Regions from separate parts of the Sus scrofa genome. Here region 1 is linked to region 2. The links are chromatin contacts, called in public HiChIP or PLAC-seq maps. All regions are on one chromosome and are shown on one strand. Each heading gives the region's core, a stretch centred on a gene start, on an enhancer-like site or on the middle of the called end of the contact. The rest is flanking DNA. Distances are from core to core; before and after follow the strand shown. Region 1 overlaps MBNL1 (muscleblind-like protein 1). Region 2 overlaps LOC106505712 (a long non-coding RNA gene).

Region 1 (6,894 bases), core at 1,485-3,984, 210 kb after region 2:
GCCACAGGTAGAGAGGGTAAAATTCACAGATACATTGCTTTACTCACTTAATGCATCCAAACGTGGTGTTTAGCAGATCCGGGCTTTCAGCCTAAACGTTGTTGATGTGATGGCAAGAGAAAAACATCATGTGACAGCCGCCTGTGCTTTTCCCTCTTACCTTCACGTTCTGGCTTATTATGAAACAGTGTTGCTATGGCTCATGTTCCTGTGAGGCCCAACATCTCCATACTTTTCATCTTAAATAAGCACTTAGGAATACGCTCCAGAGCTTCTGATTGCCGTTTAGAACCAAGCACCTTGTCACACGATTAAACTTTTCAAATGCCTGTGTTTAAGTCATGACTTTTATACCCTCTGCCTTAGAGACTTACCTTATAGATGTTTTGTAAGAGTTCTGTAATTGATAGGCCTCTCTTTTTATTTATTTGTTTATTGTTAAAATGGATCACTTCCCAGAAAGCTAATCAAGGATAGTAGAAATATATGAATTCTTTCTCAAAATTCAGTGAATTTTGTTTTATTCCCAGCAATAATTTTAAAGTAACTTTTGTTGATGTTTACTCCTTTAGATGTTTGGGAACCTGCCAATAGAAAGCCAGTGGAAGTCTCTGGGGTGAGGGGGGAGTTGGTGAGGGAGATTGCAGTGTGGGGGGGAGGGGAGAGGAGGAGACAGGCTCAGATAACCTGTGTTGTGATACTGCTTTTTACATCAAGAGACTTTTTTTTTCCCCCTACCGCCTATGCTGCTGCAGTCAGCATCCAATAGAGACGTGTTCTGGGCCCAGGAGCCAATTGTCTTTTTCCTCACTGCAACCTGAAGTCTGAGAGAGCTGATGGCTGTGCACAATTTTAGCAAATTGTCATGGGGATGGGGGCGGGGGGAGTGCCTTCCCCACAGGGTCAGAGCCAGTGGCATTGAGCACATTTTGTTCAAGTACAAAGTTGATCTGTCTGAAGGAGACAGTGATCAGCAGTGATGAAGAACTTTGTCACCTCACCTCTGCTTCATGCTCTGTCACTGCTTACATGAAGCAGTCAGTAGCATTTAATGGCTGGATATGAGGCAGAATTTGTGAGGTTAAGGAGGTAGCGATGATGTTTGTTTTCAGTTAGGGAATCCCCGAAGCTTATGGAGGAGTCTGAATGAAAAACTGGGAAGAAGGAAGGGTCTTTGTTATTTGGCAAAGTTGGTGGTGTCTCTAAAAGATTGGAGAGCAGTGTAATGTAGTTATTTCTATATAAATCTGACAGCCAAAATTTTGGACATCTGTTATAGTTTAGAAAATTTTATTTAAGCATTAATCATATGCATTATCCCATCTAGTGAGCTTTGATGGGATTTTTACAAATGGAGATATTGAAATGGGACTTTTAAATATATACGAATATAGCAAATGCTTCATATAAATTCAGAGTAATGGTGTTGTTATTCTTGAGCTGGCTTGACCAAAATGTTTTATCACTTTGATTTCCTTTAGCTTCTTTTATATTGCTAAATAAAAGATGTGCCCCTTAAAACCTACCATCTTCCCAATGTTATTGTCTCACTTTACTTTTTATTTTTAATGTATGTGATGCATTTTTCCATATATAAAATCATCTTTTCTTTATTTGTGATATGTCCAAATCACAGAGGCCAGGTCAGTGGAATTCATAGATATTCTAAGAGCCTCTTGCTTCATTAGGTTCTTGTTGAAATGGATGATGTGAGACAAAATTTTCACTTGTTTGGTGTTCAATTATTTTATTTTCTGTTATTGATCCTATAGTACAGGTCCTGCTGAGGGGAACAAAAAAGAATGACAGAGAAACTGAAATGTATTGGTGAATCTAATTTTTTTTCATTACATTTTGGAAATACTAGGTAGATTAGTCTTCTCCAAATTAGTTGCCTATACTGTGAAACATCTTTTCCTTCGCACAACTTAAGGGGGTTAAAGCATCCATTTGATTCTGACCTATTCTGGTTAAAGTCATTTATGTTTAGCGTGAGCAATGATTAGAAAAACATGCACATGTAATTATGATCACATGATCATCAGTACAAATACATACATCTAGCATAGTGGGGAAGAGCGCCACCATCTCTGTAGTTAGATGGTCTGGCTTTGTTATGTGTCCTTGGACAAGCACCCCTCATCCTTCCCTTTGGAGGGGTATTTAAAGATGGAGAGTTTTTCCTTTATCAATGCACTAGGATCTGAAGTAGTTCTATAAAGAACTGCTTAAACGAGTCTTCTAAGAGGTTGTCAAGGAAATAATTATGTGCATTTGACATAAGAAGTGTACCTCCTTTTTACCCTCAGGAAAGCCCTAGGGATATAATAAAGATGGTCATGCTGTAATCCACCTAATAATGGTATGATGATGAATTGCATATTATTTGTAAAACATTTTGTATTTCTCAATTGAAAGGCATGCGCTACAAATAGAGCTCTAAATTTTATTATGTAAATGTTAGGGCTTTTAATTATTAGCCAAGATTGAAGAGTGTCTGATTTGGATGCCTAAAACTTCAGAAATGTTTCTGCTACAAACAGTTTAGAAGTCTGACAGTTGCTGCACCAAAAAAATAATGAAGCAATTGAAAAAATAATAGAAACATAGTGATCTGGCATTTCCAATTTTATGATGCTATAAAAAAGCAGCCAACAAATGTTGGACTGTTTAATGATGCTGGCACCTACCAAATGTCACTGGGCTTTCACAAGGTCATGGAGACTTTGGTTTGGCTCAGGGATGCTGGCCAGACCCATCTTTGGAGCCTAGGAAGACTGTGGAATAGTGGCAGACAATAGGTGCCAGCTAAACCTTTTATAGCACTTCATAGATGGCTACACACTTTTGTGGGATTCTCTGAGATAGAGAAGACCATGAGTAGAAGAAAAAAGTGAGACTGTTGCTTCGTAACAGCATCCCATCACAGGCAACTCTAAATATAAGATCCTTGTGGGCCCTCTCTGAGGAGGCTAAGATTTCTTCAGATGACTATCAGCTAAAATTGTATGCTGATATAACTGTTGCTGTCACAGTTGTATGTATATCTGATCTCTCACAGACAAAAGCTGCTGGAGAAAGGAGTGATATTTTTGTAACAAGAATGTGTGTATGATTTGTTGCCTTTTTCTCTTTCTCCACCTCCTCAGCAGCAGCTAACCTGACTCTCATGTGTTACATAATACTTATCTAGATGTGTAGAGTTTCAGTTATGCCATTTTCAAGATGATTAATGGGAGTTGTGCAATTAAAGCTCCGAAGTTCTCTGGGAAAAAAGTCATAGTATCCTGATGTTTGAGTTAGAGTGCGTTGATATTGCGTCAGCATTGAGGATATTTTGGGATATTGTAAATGTCACTATTGGTTTTCTTGTCTAAAAATCATCACCATCAGACTTAGGAATGGTCTATAAAATAGTGCTTAGAATATTTGAATACTGGAGAGGCTTCTTTAAATAGCTAGAAAAGTCTAACCTGAAATCCCTTCCCTAAAATCAGATTAGACTTGCATGAGAAAAAGTTTAATGCCATGAAATAGAGTCTGTTACATTCTTTTTTATCCTTTCAGACCATCATAAAATTACAGATTTAAACTCAATAGATTGTGTGCATGCATGTGTGTGCATGCGTGTGGGCGTTTGTAATTTTGTTTCCTTTCTTTTACTGGCAGTCTCAATAATTATTAAGCCATGGTTTATATGTGAATATGAACTTTTTAGGGGATAAGGAAAAGGAAAAATATATATAAATTTTTATTATATTGTATTTCATTTGAAAACACTTTAGATCTATAGTAAAATAATATTAAGAAATTGGGACTATTTCAGTGAAAACCCACTTGTAAATTTTTGCTTCTTTTTTTTCTTACTGGTAGGAGAAAATTCTCTCTGCTCTTATGTTGACCTGAGCTCCAAGCATTTGTCCTTAGGTTGATTGGATGAAGAAATAGCAATTTACATCTAGAAAATTAAGCTTTAAATATTGATTAGTGTTGCTTTATTTCGTGTTAAGTTTAGGAGACTAGAGATTAATTCCCGAGCAAAATAAGAGGAGAAATGACTCTTTTCTTCATGTTCTGTGATGCTGCGCATTTGTTCCTGATGTTAACCTGAAAGTCCAATGAGTAAATTAAAACAGAAGTTGTTTTTTTTTTTTTTTTTAAAGAATATTTTCTTGCCTTTCTGGATGATAAAACTCTGAAATAAGTACAAGGATGTCCTTATAATCTGGCTTAAAGGGTCATAATATTTGAGAATGAAAAACTGAATAGAAAAATTACTGTAAATATGTCAGTTCTATCTGTTTACTCTGTAGTATACCATACTATTTAAATACAGTAAAGAGAGTTTTGACTTATTAACAATATCTATATTCTAGTTGACCCTGGATTAGCATGGCTTTGAATTGTGCAGGTCCACTTATATGTGGATCTTTTTCAATAAGTACTGCTACAATACCATGTTATTTATGGTGGCTTGACTACAGATGCCCAACCACCCCGGAAGGAAGGCCGGTTATAAGGTTATGCTTGGATTTTCAACTTCATGAGGGTTGCTGTCCCTGACAGCCCCTGTCTCTTCCTCCTGCTTGTTTAGATATCAGCTGATTTGTGATAGAGTATAGACTACAACAGAATAGGATAAAAATAGAATATGTAAAACAAAACAAACAAAACCATCTCATTGGTGAAATCGAGACTTTCTAAGAAAAAAAAAAAGAGGCTATATCTGTTTTGATGCTTTAGGAATTTCTACCAAATGATAGTTCAGTGTCCTTTTAGGTTTTATTCCATAGCTTTCTAGAAGTCCTTATGTGTTTTTTCAAATAAAACATGAAATAAAAATTTTACTCATATATCTTAGGTTTCTTAAATTTGCAATAAAAGCAAGGTCGGTAATAATACACTGCTCTTAGAAATAGGAATACAGTTGGGGTGACTATATATGTGTGTATATGCATAATTACATATATACACATGTGTACATTTACATATGATTAAAAACAACAGTATGCAATGGATCCACCAGAATTCCAGTTGGCAGTCAGAAATCTTTATTTTGGGGGGTAATCTGGCTTCTTAATTTATCTTTCTTTTTCAAAGGTGGGGGATACATGGCTGACTTTTAGTTATTCGGAAAGGATTTTCAATAGGGAAATAAAATCAAGAAAATTGTGCTTGCCCTTCAAAAAAAGTCAATATCCTGAGTATAATGGAGCTATTGATATGATTTTGGAATTTAATTATTGAGTCTTTTTATACCACAGTCTTTGTTTTTATTTTAAATAAAATAATTTTAGTGAAACTCAAATATCCATACCTTGAAAATTCTTAGAAGCTGCAGTTATTAGATTTTAGCAAAATTAGAAGGAATAGGGAGTCCCCATTGTGGCTTAGCAGTAACAAATCCGACTAGTATCCATTGAAGATGTGGATTTGACCCCTGGCCTCACTTAGTGGGTTAACGATCTGGCATTGCTGTAGCAGATGTGACTTGTATCCCACATTGCTGTGGCTGTGGCATAGCCCAGCAGCTGGGAACTTCCATATGCCACAGGTGTGGCCTTAAAAAGCAAAAAAAAAAAAAAAAAAAAAGAAGAAAGAAAGGAAAAGAAAAATTAGAAGGAATAACTGGTCATCCACTCACTCCTTTAGAGTCAGTTTTTTGTGGGGTTTTTTTTTTTGCTTTTTTAGGTGCGCACCTGTAGCATATGAAAGTTCCCATGCTAGGGAGCGAATTGGAGCTGTAGCCACCAGCCTACATCACAGCCACAGCAACACCAGATCCGAACCATGTGTGCAACCTACACCACAGCTCACAGCAACACCAGATCCTTAACCCACTGAGTGAGGCCAGGAATTGAAACCTGTGTCCTCATGGATACTAGTTGGGTTCTTTGCCACTGTGCCACAGCAGGAACTCTGAGAGTTAGGTTTTATTTTACAAACCTAACTGTTTGAGGAGGTTCCCAGAATAAGAGACCCTATCATTTAAATGTAAGACTGAAAATATTTAAGAGTTCTCTCATGGTGCAGTGGTTTAAGGATCTTGCATTTTCACTGTGTGGCTCTGGTCGCTGCCATGGAGCAGGTTTGATTCCTGGCCTGGGAACTACCACTACTGCAGATGTGGTTAAAATAAAGAAATATATTTTTTTAAGAATGAAAATATTTAAAGCTACTTATAAATAAATTTAAGTTTACACCTTTTGAATTACATATGCCCCTTTTACTGACAAGGTTTGTATTCCTCTAAAATTCATATGTTGAGGCCTCTCTCCAATGTGGTTTTGGTGATGGTACCTCCAAGGAAATAATTAAAGTTAAAATAATTAAGATTAAGGTCCTAAGTGTGGAGCCCTGATCTGATAGAATTAGCGTCTTTATAAGAGATGCCAGAAGGCTTGTTCTCTCTCTCCATGCACCCCCCACAAGGAGAGGCAAAATTATATTTGTGTTGTTTAAACCACTCAGTATATCTTGTTATTGCAGCCTGAGCAGACTAATACAGCCCCTATTAAATTCCATTAGATATAACACAGTGGTTAACACTCAACTGGCAATGATTTTCCCTCCTTGGACCTTCAGAGCCATTTTGGCAATATCAAGAGACAGTTTGTCATAACTGAGGGCAGGAGTGCTATATGCATCTAGTAGGCCAGGCATACCACTAAATATCCTGCAGTGCCAAGAACAGTGCCCATGACAAGACTTATCTGGCCTCAAATGTCAGTAGTGCTGAGGTTGAGCAACCTTGAACTTTTTTGGATGCATGTGTTCTTTGAGCTGACACAAGTCTTTTACAGAAATAAGTGAATCATAAGAAGATAATACATCTAAGAACTAAAGTATTCTGTGTGTTAGAAGCAATTAATTTATTTTCAATATTTGAAAAAG
Region 2 (7,606 bases), core at 1,940-4,439:
GGTATGTGCAGGGTCTTGTACAAAGTACTCACAGAATTAAGGAAATCTGCCATAACTGGCCATTGCACAGTCCAAGGGACATCTCACAACATTGAAAAATTATTGTGACTGAATTTTTACTCCAATAGTGTATGTGACTTTTCACATGTCTCTAAATCCTTCTGAACCTGGGTGTCCTAAGGTAAGCTGGTAATACCTGGCTGATATATCTGGTAGTATTGTTTCAAAGGTCCAAGGAGTTAATATGCACTGAAATGTTTTGCATACTCTAAAGAATAATTTTGCAAAGTGTTAAGACAAAATTTTGCTTTCCAGAAATGGTAACAGATGTTCTGAGTGGAAATGGTTCCCAGGCAAATTAGTTTGGGAAATTCCACATACTGCTGCAAATATCCCCCATGTAGAGGACATGTATTACCTTATGTAGAATCTCTGCCATTCTTTTTTGGTAATGGGACCTAAGCTGTTGGGGTATTGCTTCCTCTTCCCACTCCATACGGCGCTAATAGAGCTGCCACTCACCCAGGGATGACACCAGGGCACACGACCTTCTGCTCTTGAAACATTTAAGTCTTTGCAAGAATTGTGGCATAGCAAGATCTGAGGATATGAACCCAGTGCTGCTGGTGGCCATGCCCTGTCTCTTGGTAGAATCAACCTGCAGTGCAGACAACACCATCTAACTCCTTTTTAAGGTCTTTGATTTGGAATCCTGTTTAATATACTGTTCATAGTGATTCACTATGAGAAATGACAGAAAATACTAGCAGATTTCAATGAAGCATGGTTTGAAAAATCAAGCATATGAAGTGGATTTTTCTGTTTTTATTACTTTAAGTCATAGTCACCAAAGAGCCACAAAAAATGCCACTTGTATACCAATAAATTGTGCTACTAAATAAGAGAATTACAGGCCTGAAATTACTTCCAGTGATGTTGAATAAAGAAGTTGACAAGGTACTGTAGAATATTCCTTTTAATTTTGATATTCTGAGGATTTTTTTCCTCAAAATTCACTCCAGCCAAGAGTTCTTTTGTTGATTCTCATGGCAGTATTCTTAGCAGATCATTGCTATGTGACTACCAACTGAGTTTTCTGTATAATCAGGGCCTAATAAAGTGGTCAGAATTGTGTCAAGTCCCCTAAAAACCTATGTCTTGTTGATTAATTTTTCACCCATCACATCATGATGATTTTGTTTCCTCCATATTATAATGGATCAAAATATTTTATATTTGCTTTATAATAATTATTAGGCAAAAAGAGAGAGAGAGGAAATTTTCAATCTGTAAATGATGCTCTAAAGGCAAGACCATAGCAGCTTAACTCTGTGACTCTATAATCTTAAATGTCAAAATACTTTCAAAAACATAGTTATTTGAAATTATGGATTATTAGCCTAAGCCTAACTTGGTCTTCACCTAGTATCCTAAGTATCAAATTATAGAGCTTAATTGGCTGAGTCTGCACATTCAATAAAAAATCCTGAATTAAATGGCATCTTCTGAGATAAAATCATAGCCCCACTCTCAGTTGAAGCCATAAGTCTCCAGAAACAGTGGCATGTCCATTAGCATACTTTCAATGAGTAGCAGAGGATGCTACTTAAAGTGGCTTAAAACATGAGACGATTTATTAACTCACAAAAATTTTACAACTGACCCAGTATCTGTCCATCTTTTTTTTTTCCCCCTAATTCCTTATCTTTGCCCTTAGGCTTATCTCATTCAAATAACTGCAGGTTGGCTGCAATAGCTGCAAATATGGTATCCTCACCCAAAAAAAGACTACAAAAGGCCATATATTTTCCTTGTGTCTCTTATTAATAAAAATATCAATTTTCCTAGTTGCTTCCAGCAGGACTTCCCTTGGCTCAAATTGCATCATATGACCATTTCCATTTCTATTACTAGAAAAATGAATAGTTGTCTTAAACTCAGCAATAGTTATCTCTCTATGGTGGAGAGAATGGCCTCTTGATATTTCAAAAAAAATCATGCTTCTGCATGAGCATGAAAGGGTTGAGGAGAGGGACAGCCATGTTTATCACAAGTCCTTTGAAAATAAAATTTTCTAATAGGCCACTTAAAAAAAGAAAAGAATAATTAGGAAGAAAATGTAAATTTAAAATAATCTGAGGAAAATTAAAAGAAAGTAGATATTAATTTTTAAATTGACAAAAAATAAATAATAGCTCATTTTATGTTGTGATCAGAAATTATGTTGAGGGAAACTAGTGGAAAGAACTAAAAATAAAAAAATAAATAAAAAGGAAAAACTTACTTAAAAAAAAAACCTTTCTATAGCTAACTAAATTAGAGGAAAGAGATCTAGATAAATTCTTACAATTTTGTTAACGTTCTTTTATCCTGCCCTATGAAATGGGTCTCCAGTTGGCATCTAGACAATATGCTTAGTTAGATTCACAGATTAAAGTTTTCTACTATAATTAATTTGACTATAAGTAGATTTTTAAAATATGTGTGTATATATACTCTTTTTACGAACTGATACTGATTCTGTAGGACAGAGGCAGAGTCCAATCTAGACTGCTTTTGTTTATTAAAAAAACACATTCTTTTTTTTTTTTTTTTTGATCTTTTGTCTTTTCAGGGCCGTACCCACAGTATATGGAGGCTCCCAGGCTAGGGGTCTAATCAGAGCTGTTGCTGCTGGCCTACACCACAGCACAGCAATGCGGGATCCAAGCCACGTCTGTGACTTATGCCACAGCTCACAGCAACACCAGATCCTTAACCCACTGAGTGAGGCCAGGGATTGAACCCGAAACCTTACGGTTCCCAATCAGATTTGTTTCTGCTGCACCACGGCAGAACTCCAAAGAAAAAACATACTTTACATGATGTCTTTTATATACACCTGTGAAATATTTATCTCTCTGTAAATGAATGTGTTGGCACTCTGCCCCACAGAATTTAACAAATTTGAAATGTAAGTGTAGAAATGAATCCTTCCTAATCCCTTTCATTAAATCATATGTTTCTGTCATCTGACAGGGGCTCTAATGATAGCGGCTCTAATGATATGTCCCATCCTCATTCTAAAGCCTGTATATGGGGGCAGAAGTTAAAAATGAGTGCCTCCTTCCAGACGTTAGAGCACAAGCCATGCACTTCAGAGAGTACCTCACCCCAAGGATGAGGATGTGGTTTACTGTGAGCAGAGACATCAAAGCAGGCCCTGTGCTGTTTGCTGTCTTCTGAAACACTGCCTCCCTCTGCCACTTGAGCTAGATAGTCTTGCCTTCGGGACAGAAAACACTCTGCTTTCCAGAGCTCCCTTTACCATTTCACATGGGCACATTCTTATGTGTCCTTACAACTGCTGGACCTGGTATAAATTTCCTATTGCTTCAGACTATCTTTCCAAGGCTTGATGGTCATCTCTGTGTCAGGACTAAGGAGATATAGATATCTATGGTATAATTTAAAAGATGGATGATCCACGTGCTCTTTCATTATTCATTTAATAAGTATTTATTACCTGCCAGGAACCATGGATAAAGACACCAAGAATATCCCTATACTGAAAAAGTGGTGCCCATACTCAAGGTTTCAGCTAGAGAGAAAGAGAATGGTAAAAATTATAAGTTTAGGGAGATTAAGTGCCAGGAAAGACATACAATGTATAGGTAGGCTACCAAGGAGGAATTCTTCCTGAGGGATTCAGAAAAAAATGCAGAGGGATGATACTTTGCTCATAAGTAATATAGATTCACTATATTACACAATTACAAAACATATGCACTCTCTCAGCAAGTGAATAACTCTATGTCCATAAATAATCACCAAGTAGACCTAATACTTTTTTACCCAGTCCCGCTCAGTTGCATAGGTTTAAATTTCATCTTCTCTCAAAACAATATTTGTAGTTACTAATTTTACAATACGTTCTTAGCTCCTCTGAAATGATAAAATATGGCAATTGTTAATATTTCAACTGTCATTTGTTTAACAGAGAGAAACAAGAACCTAAGCTTGAGCTCAGAACGTGCATGTGATTGCCCCCTGGGATCCTTAAAAGCGTTACATGAAATAAACTTGCAATCTGTACGCTGTGTCAAGAGGCAATGAATTGAAAGGTATGTTGTTTAAGTCCAATTTCCTCTGCAGGATCTTTTTTGACTCAGTGTGGCAGGTAACTGTAAAAAGTCCTCATAAGCTTAGATAGTTTAAGTTGTCAACTGCATGAAAAAGGCCATAATCCATGGATCATTGACCAGACAGATAGTGAGAGGTGGTCTGTCATATCAGAGCTTAGTAATAATGTTGATTGTAGCATGGTGAACTGGAGGGTGAGCTAAAAATCCTTCTGTATTCTCAAAGGGGCTTCTCAACTGGAAAGAGCAATTCAGTCAATGACTCAATATTTATTCCAGGTTCTCACAAATACTTTCTAGCACTGTACGTGTCTGGACAAAGAACTAAACTAGTTCTTTCAGGCCCCCCAAATCACATGGCTTCAGCTCTGGAATGTCTAGTCGCATTCACTGCCAGTCACAAATAATGTGAAAAATGAAGGTCCTTGCTGCTTCTGCTTTTTCTGCAAACTTCCGTAAACTCATCAGCAGGAGCCTAAATGGCATGTGTTTTTCCACATCAGCGTCTTTCATTCGTGCTTGTGATAGGTGGGAGGGACAAACAATTCACATAATGCAAAGAGATGAATGATCTCACAAACTATGCCTGGAACTTTGACTTACTTATCTCCTAGAATAGGTTATTTTTTTAATTACTCAATGAATTTTATTACATTTATAGTTGTACAATGACCATCACAACCCATTTTATAGCATTTCCCTCCCAAACCTCAGTGCATCCCCCGACCCCCCAACCTGTCTCATTTGGAAACCATAAGTTTTTCAAAGTCTGTGAGTCAGTATCTGTTCTGCAAAGAAGTTCATTGTGTCCTTTTTTTAGATAGGTTCTAATAGTAATAACCATGAAAGAATATGTTGCAACTAATAGGGTCCTAGGAGGATTTAAATTGTGACCAAGTCAATATGGAGTTCAAGTTAGTATTTAAGGATTAGTACATTGGAGGATTAAGAACTTCTCTTAAAGGAGAATATTACCCATTTCCTAGCCACCCATCACATAACCAAGAGTCATATGATGTTCCTGGAATAAGGTTGACTCCAAAAGAAAAAAATACCCTGCAAAACTTCTCTAATTAGATCACTTTAATCCTTAAACCACTCATTCACCCAGAACATTTGTACTCATTCAAGATTGGCCAAATAATTTGGAGGGAGTGGGGCTAGGTAGAAAATGAAAATGTGAGGTCCCTTTTTCAAAAAGTATTGATAAATGGAGGGTGGTGATGCCAGAGAATTAAAACAACGGTTGGTCCTTCTCAGTTCCACACTCAGGAAGTTGGTCTTGTATTCACTACCCATGGGGCATTATGAACAATGTGGAGGACAAAAATAAAAATAAGAAATAATTCTTGCCTTCAAGGAGCTTAACAATCTAGTAGGGGAGATAAGACTTGTCCAAAATCCACACGCCAAGGATGAATAATTACATTAAAAATGTTCACTGCTCAGGTTAGAGGAAGGAATGGAAGAGCACATCTGCTTTTGCTCCAGGAAAAGAGTGTCCATTCCATGTAGGTGAAATTCCCTCTCATGTTAATCAATGGTCACGCTTGTCTTCTTCAGAAAGTTCTTCAATGCATATGAAAATGCGATTTCTCTTGACTGCATTGATTTCCACTTAATCTTTGCTTAGGAAATCCTGCCTATACTTTGGATCTCACAGTTTTTGTAGCTGAGAGATAGATCGCCAGATTTAAATTGGATCTCCCTGTTTTGCTCTCACAGCTCTACAGATCTTTCCTTCTAAGAGTTTTTCATAAATTTTTAGTTTTCTATTTAATTTGGTGATTATGTTTTTGTTTGGCCACACCCACAGCATATGGCAGTTCCTGGGCCAGGGATCGAACCCTCACCAGAGCAGTGACCCAGGCCACTGCAGTGACAACACCAGAACCTGCTGTGCTACAAGAGAACTCCAGTGATTTGGGTTTTATTTAATGTAAGCTCTATAAGTTCAGGGACCATTCTTCAGTTGTTTGCTGCCTTCTCTCCATTTCCTAGCTTAGGGCCAGGGACATGGCCCTAAGCTAGGAAATCACATGACTTAGCAGATAATTGTTAAGTAAATACCTATTAAATATAAATTCTGGCAGAAGTGAATATAGGGGATAAGAGGCTGAGAGGGAGACAATGTAAATAAAAAGGTTGAACAAAACTGCAAGTTACAATTGGAAATAATGAAGTGGGATTTGATTTATGGTAGGATATAGAAGGAATCAAAGTGCTTGAAGAGATGGTTGGGGTCACACTTTAAATATATTTGAGACCCTAACTGAGGAGTTTGTACGTAAGAGTAGATAATGAGGAATGGCTAAAAATTGTTGGAGTTTTTTGTAACCCACTCACTCTGTTTTAAAGCAGAATATAAAAAAATACAAAATAGAGTAGAATTTTAAACAAAAGTGTCCCTAAGGAAGTGAAGGGTTTTTTGGAACAGGTGATGATCTAAAGAGCAGATTTAAAGAAAGTTAAGGCATGAATTTTAATAGAGGAAAAGGACGTGGGGAGAATACACAGAAACAAATATGAAGGCAAGAAAAAAACACTTAACATTTTGTTGATAGAGTGATAGAATTTAGTCATTTAACCTATCCATCTTGGGAAACACTTTTTAAAACAACCAATCTTTTTTTAAAAATCCCTTGTTGAGTTAATAGAGAAACTATTAACTATAGTACATTTGCCTGAAATAAGGAAGTTAAGTTGAGAAACATGCATAAGTTTAGTCTACATTAACCACATACAAAGTTTCATTTTCAGTCATTTTAACTTACAGAACTGCAGAGAGACCGAATCTTCAATGCTGTTTCTTTTTTCAGAGTGATTCTTAAATGGATTGAGAAAAAAATTACCATCTACTAAAATTCATATTACTCAGAAGCATCTGAAGATGTTCTGAAATTTGAGTTAAAGTGAAAAAAAATATATACCAACTTCTACCCAAATTCAGAACATAACAAAAAATTACGAAAATAAAATGTGTCCATCCTTGAGAGAGAATTTTTATGTAAATTAGATTATGAAAGAGAAAACAAATGAACCATTTGTAAAACATGCAAAAACATTACTTTTTCAATCAGAATTTATCAAATATGTTTGTTAAAGGGCTCTCAAGAGGTGGTGTAAGGCAAAAGTGCAACCACTACCTCTAAAAAGAAAACAAAATGCTAGATTAAATTTGGAGAGAAATTATATCTCTGCACTGTTCCATGAAGAGGCTGGTCATTTCACATCTTGACATATTGCTGCTACTGAACATGGCATGTGAAGTTGGATGATAGCAAAAGAACTGTTGAAATTTAATGATTGCAACACAAGCTTTAAAACTTAAGGCTTCTATTACTGGGTTTATGACTCAGATGTCATTCCTAATAGAGTTATTTTTTTTCTTGCTATTCAGCTTTTAAACTCCTACTAGTTAATCTATGAAGATGAATCATAGCCAGCTTCAGTCCCTTCATCCATTTTGGGACTTTTTTCAAACT

Evidence for each region. HiChIP or PLAC-seq counts read pairs in DNA pulled down with a chosen protein or histone mark.
Region 1: an H3K27ac HiChIP or PLAC-seq map of alveolar macrophages shows a contact between it and region 2. The contact joins two enhancer-like sites. A contact is called at or near these places in 1 of 47 Hi-C or Micro-C datasets (omental adipose tissue) and 1 of 2 datasets of contacts at active chromatin or transcription factors (alveolar macrophages).

The regions. Positions count from the first base shown.
Region 1 is chr13:92,639,772-92,646,665 of Sscrofa11.1, forward strand. All of the region lies in intron 3 of MBNL1 (muscleblind-like protein 1), which reads left to right. Among named protein-coding and RNA genes, the nearest start is that of MBNL1, 150 kb to the left of the region's middle. Within about 2 kb of position 2,735, at least 6 of the 83 cell types and tissues checked have an H3K27ac peak or open chromatin away from gene starts, as enhancers often do. A contact at or near this core is called in alveolar macrophages, where this site is marked.
Region 2 is chr13:92,429,657-92,437,262 of Sscrofa11.1, forward strand. It overlaps LOC106505712 (a long non-coding RNA gene), which reads right to left. Exons shown (of 5, transcript XR_001300369.2): 1 at 6,896-7,606. Among named protein-coding and RNA genes, the nearest start is that of MBNL1, 58 kb to the right of the region's middle. Within about 2 kb of position 3,190, at least 13 of the 83 cell types and tissues checked have an H3K27ac peak or open chromatin away from gene starts, as enhancers often do. A contact at or near this core is called in alveolar macrophages, where this site is marked.